Regions from separate parts of the Hordeum vulgare genome. Here region 2 is linked to region 1. The links are chromatin contacts, called in public Hi-C maps. All regions are on one chromosome and are shown on one strand. Each heading gives the region's core, a stretch centred on a gene start, on an enhancer-like site or on the middle of the called end of the contact. The rest is flanking DNA. Distances are from core to core; before and after follow the strand shown. Region 1 has its middle 18 kb from the start of LOC123444514. Region 2 holds the start of LOC123444515 (subtilisin-like protease SBT2.2).

Evidence for each region. A called contact is a pair of places that touch in the nucleus more often than the background predicts.
Region 2: a Hi-C map of leaf shows a contact between it and region 1, with 3 times the contacts expected there. The contact joins the promoter of LOC123444515 here to the enhancer-like site in region 1. A contact is called at or near these places in 1 of 6 Hi-C or Micro-C datasets (leaf) and 1 of 1 datasets of contacts at active chromatin or transcription factors (embryo).

What each region holds. Positions count from the first base shown.
Region 1 is chr3H:501,859,122-501,862,521 of MorexV3_pseudomolecules_assembly, forward strand. No RefSeq gene overlaps it. Among protein-coding and RNA genes, the nearest start is that of LOC123444514, 18 kb to the left of the region's middle. Within about 2 kb of position 1,645, at least 3 of the 3 cell types and tissues checked have open chromatin away from gene starts, as enhancers often do. A contact at or near this core is called in leaf, where this site is marked.
Region 2 is chr3H:502,067,474-502,070,754 of MorexV3_pseudomolecules_assembly, forward strand. It overlaps LOC123444515 (subtilisin-like protease SBT2.2), which reads left to right and starts at 1,884. Exons shown (of 10, transcript XM_045121248.1): 1 at 1,884-2,385. The coding sequence starts at 2,138.

The DNA of each region.
Region 1 (3,400 bases), core at 395-2,894:
CTGTCGGAGAGCAGTTGTTGAAGGTGCAGGCCGAGGAGAGGAGGACCACCAGGCAGGATGAAGATCGAAGAAGACGGCGCATGGTCCACGGCCCGTGATCGGGTGTCAGCAGGCATTCAGGTCGGCCATCGTGTCTCAGAACGTCCTGACAAGTCCCGTGGCACGGCAGGGTAGCGCCACATACATACATACATGGATGATGCTACGGAGTATGGACCACGGAGTGTATTCGACCGGACCGGAGACGCACGCGGTCGAGTCGTAACAAATCTGGTGGGGGGAGGCTGAACCGGGTCACAGGAAGCTTGCCCGGCCGGGCTCACGGGCCTTGGCCAGCGGCGGCACAGACGCAGGAACTAGCTCGTGTCTCGTAGCAGTCCCACTACAACTACACGCGTGCGTTGTGGTTGCCTGCCTGCCTGCCTGCCTTTGAGCTGCGGCTGTAGCTTAGTTTGCAGAGATGAACACCGTTAATACTTCGAGTCTTTAGCTACTGTTCTACCTGGTGTTATTAGTCCAATACGTAGTTCTCAAGGCCGTAGCATGTCGCGATGCCTTTACACTTGCGGTCGATCTATCTTTGAACCGTTTGGTAATTGTCTGCTGTTGCAAATTAATTATGAACGACGTAAAGAAGGGATTGGAAGGCCTCTATATAGCTATTGTGAAATGAAAGAGATAAACAGAAGAGGAGTCTGTTGTACTAATGTGATTTTATATTTGAAGGTTAAGTTTTGAATCAGGAGGCCCACAATCTCGTAAAATTTGTTGTATCGCTTCCTCAGGGTCGGCATACGTGGCTTATATCCGCATGACCCTCTTTGTATCCCGCTGAATGTTGTTCAATTTTTGTAAAGTTTGGGATCCCTCAAGAAGAAAAAATCTACTACCTCGCTTCAGCTGAGTCGAGCATGAACCCATGTGAGAAGGACCCACGGAACCGAACTGACCGTGGAAGAGAAAACAACGAAAAGCGAGCTGGTGGCCTCGCTGCATGCGGCGACGGACAGCGTGCAGGTGCTACAGGACGGACAGCGACGACGGGAGGAATCTTTGGCGATGGGGCACTCATGGCGAGGAGCGTATGCGGCCTGGCTTTGAGTATAGTAGTAGTGAAACGAAACAAATGCCGGGGCCACGACCACGAGTAGTAGGAGTAGAAACAACCTTTGAGTGATTCACGCCGTGAAGGATCGATCGATTCCCGGAGGTGATTGACAATTGGTTCGGCCGGCCAAGGCAAAGAGGCAATGATTCCACCCTTTCGATCCCTCTCGTTTCCTACCCTTTCTGTCTGCTCGTCCTCACAAACAGGCAAGTCGCCGTGCCAAGGCAAGCAAGACGACCAGTCAGATCAGCGCCCATGGAAGGTCTCGATCGACCGGCTCTCCAATAGCTGCTCCGGCGAGCGGTGGCCGGCGCGTGCAAAACGCGGAGGAGTCACGGCGGCAGCGGCAGCAGAAGCAGAAAAGCAAAAAATACCTGCCATGATTAACTTCAACTCCCTCCCTCCCTCCAAAGTCCAAACGGAAGGAAGGCCATGGAGTGGTCTAATTTTCTTTCACTCGGGGCCACAAGGAGACGGGAACCCGACAGTGCGTGTTGCTCGCATGCTTTTCCCGGGAACCTGGTTGACCACCTGTAGCCCGCCTGCCCGCGCGCAGCACAGCAATGCTGGACCCTTCGCCCGCTTCCTCACGTGATTGTATTGATCACTTGTGTCGTGTGCGTTTCGTGTCACGTCACCATCGGTTTGAGTCACTTGGCACTTTGGCAGGTGGACCTTGATTCTAGGGTTTGAGTCCGTGAAAGATGTTGGCGATGATTTATTTGATGCTGGTTGAGGATAGATAAACTCATGGGCTGCATGCCAAGACTGAACCACAGAATTTTGTGCTACCCGGTAGAGAGTGCTTGGTCTTGTGCTCCGCATACTTTTTTGGATGGTCTGTTTCAGCTGCGGCCGATGCCACATGCCCATATCCCACATGTGTTCGAGATCTTCTGGCGAATGAAAAATTAAGGTTCGTTTGTGATCAGAAAAATAAACATGATTGTAGTGCCGTATGCCACATTTCCTTTTATGATGAAAGAGCGACTTTGTTGATCAAGTAATAAGGTTGCAATCATCCAGCATAGTGGAGTAATTGAGGGGGGTGTTTGACAAAAGGTAAACGTTTGGGAACGCTTCGGCATGCCAAGCGCGCGTCATAGGATTAAAGCTATTCTATCGTGTGGTTGGTCGCGATTTTTTTACTACAGTCGGTGTTGATTTTTGCTACAACCGTCCACTAAAAAAGCCGCATCCATGTTCGTGAGAGTTGCCACCCGAGTTCGTTGGGTTTTTTTCTACATCTGATGTCGATTCTTGCTAAATCTGGACGTGGGCAGCCGGGCCCGGCCGGGCAGGGCTTGCAGTTCGGGCTGGGTTTTCAAGCCCGAGCAGCAATTCGGGCCGGGCTCGGGCTTGCACAAATCACCATTTTACACGGAGGTCCGGCCAGGCCCGTCCCGAAAATCCCCTTTTTAGTTCGTTCGGGCCGGGCTCGGGCCCGAGATTTGCATTTTTTGGCCGGGCCGGGCCGGGCTCGGGCGTGAGATTTTTGGTTCGGGCTTTCCAAAGCCCGACCCGATGTACGCCCAGGTTTAATTTTTGTTATAACCGTCCACTAAAAAAGCTGCATCCACGTTTATGACAGTTGCAACCCAAGTTCGTCGAATTTTTTGCTACAACCGATGTCGATTTTTGCTACAACCGGTATCGATTTTTGCTACAATGGCTCCACCCGGTGTGCCCCTTGTGTGTCGTCTTCTACCTCGCAAAAATAAAAAAACATGGATCCACCGCTCCGCACGGGCACACCTTCACTCCTCCCTCATCGTCGTCGTTGTTGACGTCCCTCATGAGCTCCGGCGAGGTCCCGCCCCTGCGGCTGCCAGGATTGCATCAACCATTGATTCTAGCGTGATTAGCCATGGATGCAACACTAAAAATACCCAGGTCGGTCAGATCCGGCCTGCTGGCGCAAAATTGATTGCAGCTGGATTGGACGGTTGTGCGACGACCGACCAAAAACGATTGGGTCGGTGCGCCGGCGCAGAGTACTGTCCTTGACAAAAACAAACAACTGATCTAGTAAAATTTGCTAAAGAGACTGTAACATTTGTTTTCTGACGTCAAACACCTTGGATTTCATAAAGTGTGGTCGCCGCAATATTGTCGGCCACTCCACGACTTACATCAGCGGGAAATTTTGAGATCCACAAAGTATGGTCACTCTGAATTCCCGTCGCACCTAGACTTGCTAGCACATGTTGTCGAAGAAATACCCGCGGCTAGATCCGGCATCCCAAGACATAACCCAGCAAGATCGAAGGGGCCATAAGTGGGTCATGCAAG
Region 2 (3,281 bases), core at 634-3,133, 210 kb after region 1:
GTGCTGGCAAAGGTAGCTCATGAAGAATAGATACTGTCAACCAAATAGTAATCCATATTGTACTCATGTCCATTGATAGTATAGTGACAAGTAGGAGCTTTTCCTTCACTCAGCCTCTTAAATAACGACGATCGGTGCAACACATTAATGTATTTGTGAGACCCGGGCATGCCAAAAAAAGTGTGCCAAATCCAAAGATCATGTGATGCAACTACTTCAAGAATGATGGTGGGCTTCTTAATATGACCCTGATATTTCCCTTGTAAAGTATTCGGACAGTCCTTTCATTCCCAATGCATATAGTCAAGAGATCTAAGCAATCTTGGCCACCCTCTTGCTTTGGAGATTGCCAAGAGCCTCTCGCTGTCTGCCACAGTTGGTTCTCTCAGGTACCGAGGTCGGCACACCTCGACCATAGCAGTGGCAAATATGACCATGACACCTTCGCACGTGCTCTCAAACATCCGTAGGTATTCGTCCCACGAATCAGCGGTCGTGCTATATGCAAGCATCCGGAGTGCGACCGTGCACTTCTGGTAACCAGAGAAGCCAATCGTTCCTACGACGCCCTTCTTCAGAATGAAGTGGTCATCGTATGATTGGACACCATGGTACAAACGATCGAAGACAATGATGCACATCCAAAAACACCAGCGAAAATGGTCAACGAATAGTGCATCGAGGGCAAAGTAGTCGACCATTAGTGTCAAATGCCCCCGCGTGCTGTTGCGGTTGAGCACTCGATGACCCTTGATCGAGCCCTTGAAATTGAGAACATGCTCCTCCGCACGCTCTGCGTTTCAAGGACCACGTGCATCATCGCCGTCTCATGGGAGGAGTAGTCCTCCTCGTTCGACGACTCAACATAATGCTCGTATATGTACCTCAAATCGAAATCCATCGGTAGAAAGAAGAAGGGACAACTATTTTCAGCTCCAGCGATTCATCAAACAATTGCCGAGCATTATGAGAATACCAGTAGAGGATGGTACCTGGCGGGGCGGTCAGAGGACATGAGCTGAACGGAGACGGAGGAGAACCGACTAGGAGCCCGCTAGAGCGCCGGAGGGTGATAGAGACGCGGAATTCCGGTAGGGGTGTGGCGTGGTGGAGCGATAACGAAGGCAAGAGAAAAAATGGAGAAAAATGAGGAGGATTGGGTCACATGGTCCATGAAGGATTTTGGATGGGCCAGGGATGACGGATGATGACATTTTTCGTGTCCGAATTCGCGCAAACATGCCCCGCTTTTTCCGGTTTGTGAAAAAAATCATGTCCGGACTATCTCGCATTGGATGGCTCCCACAGTCCGGACGGATGCGGGTGACTTATGGGTCCGACTTGAATATGTGCTAACAGAAATCGGAGGAGGAAAGTTATTTTTTTCCTGAGAAAAAAAACTGGCACCGGAAGCTTCTTTTCACCGTTTTTTGTGCGAGTTCCTTTGCTCTACGGTGAAAATGTAGACGTGGTGCAAAGCCGGCGGGCGAACAGCTGGAAATCACTGCGCAATTCCCGAGGCTGTAGAAATCCGAGGTGTCCCCTCCCCCAAGTTTCCTTCCTCGAAATATGAGGTGTCCCCTCCCCAAAGATCGTACCAGTACGCATTTTCATCGTACGTACGTACGTACGTAGTATACATCATCTCTCTTTCTTCCTTCCCGGAAAGCTGATCCTGTTATTACTGTAGCCACCACCTTCCACCCCTTTCACACAAGCATACTGTAGTAGTATCATGATACTCCAATACACCACCAAATTACAGCACAATACAGAATACACCCCAGGAGTCAGGACCAGGAGGCACCGGCGCACAGCAACAAAAGACCAACAAGGTGGAGGCGCCCACGCCAAAGCGGCGGCAGCACCGCAGCAGCAGCAGGCGAGGAGTGCTTTGGCCGCTGCAGTGGTCACTTCTTTATTGCGTGCTCCCCTCCCCCTCCTCCACTCCCCACGCTTGACTCGGGCACACGGCTTAAAAGCGCACGCCTCGCTCGCCCCTCGCCATTATTCCGCCGCGTGCAACACCACCAGTCCTCCTGCTCCCATGGGCGACGGGTGCAGCTAATCTTCCTCGGGGATTCCTGCCGCCCCTCCCCCTCTGGAGCTTCGGGGCGGCGAGGCGCGCTCTGAGGCAATGGGGGTGGCGCGGAGGGAGCAGCGGGCTGCCCCCCTCCTGTGGGCGGCGGTTCTTGCGGTGGCGCTGCTGGCCGGCGCACGCGGCGGCTCCGAGGAGGGCACCGCGGTGTACATTGTGACCATGCAGCAGGCGGCGGTGTCCCACAAGCGCCTCGACCCGGAGAGGGTTGGGAGCAGCAGCGTTGCCGCCGGCGGCGGCGGCGGCGGAGGGGATAACCCGGCCACCAGCATCCTCAGGAAGCCGAGGTGGGCGTCTCTCTTGCCGAAAAGTTCCCCAGTTCTCGTGCGTCTATATAGTGTCAATCAATCCCCCCCTCACTTTTTTTCCTGTGATTTTCGCCTCTTCGATTCCGCAGTTTGCTCTTAGAAAAACTGATTCCCCCGAGAAAATAGCACTTTACTAATCAGGGGCAGTTTTGGCCAAATTTGATTATGCTAGTATTATTCAGGTGATTGGGATGTCACTGCAGCCGTATTTCTTAATCAGCCGACTACTATGTTTACATTGTATGTAATTACTACTAGTTGAAATTCATTTTTTTACCCTCATTTGCATCAATGTATGAACTGATTATTCTCAACCATATATTTGATCAGGCCCACTTAGTTTCTCTAAGGTGAAAATTGCAGGTTATTTATCAGTACAGTAATTAACCGAAGTCACCTTTACACTTTACTCCCAAGATATATATATATATATATATATATATATATATATATATAGAGAGAGAGAGAGAGAGAGAGAGAGAGAGAGACAGCTGGAAACCCTTTTTTCTTAGGAAACCGTGCACCTTTTTGTTTTGTTTTGACAATTGGCTAGTGCAGTCATCTTAACATACTCCTACTGTATGTAGTACTTATTTACTAGCCAGTACATTTATTAACAACAACTTGAAAGTACCCATAGAATATCTAAAATTTTGATTTTAGAATGTCTTTCCTTTTTGGATTGACATAACTTAATTCTTCCGGTCTCTACTTTCGTCTACTTGTTGCGTGCTACAATGAAGTGTCATTCTTCAACAGGTTTTGGCTAAAAATAGTATATTTTCTGACGATTAATTATTGATTTAACTTCTTATCTGAGAAGGTCCAGCAGTTATTTTCCATGGAATGACATGAGTGCGATTTATTTCCTTCTC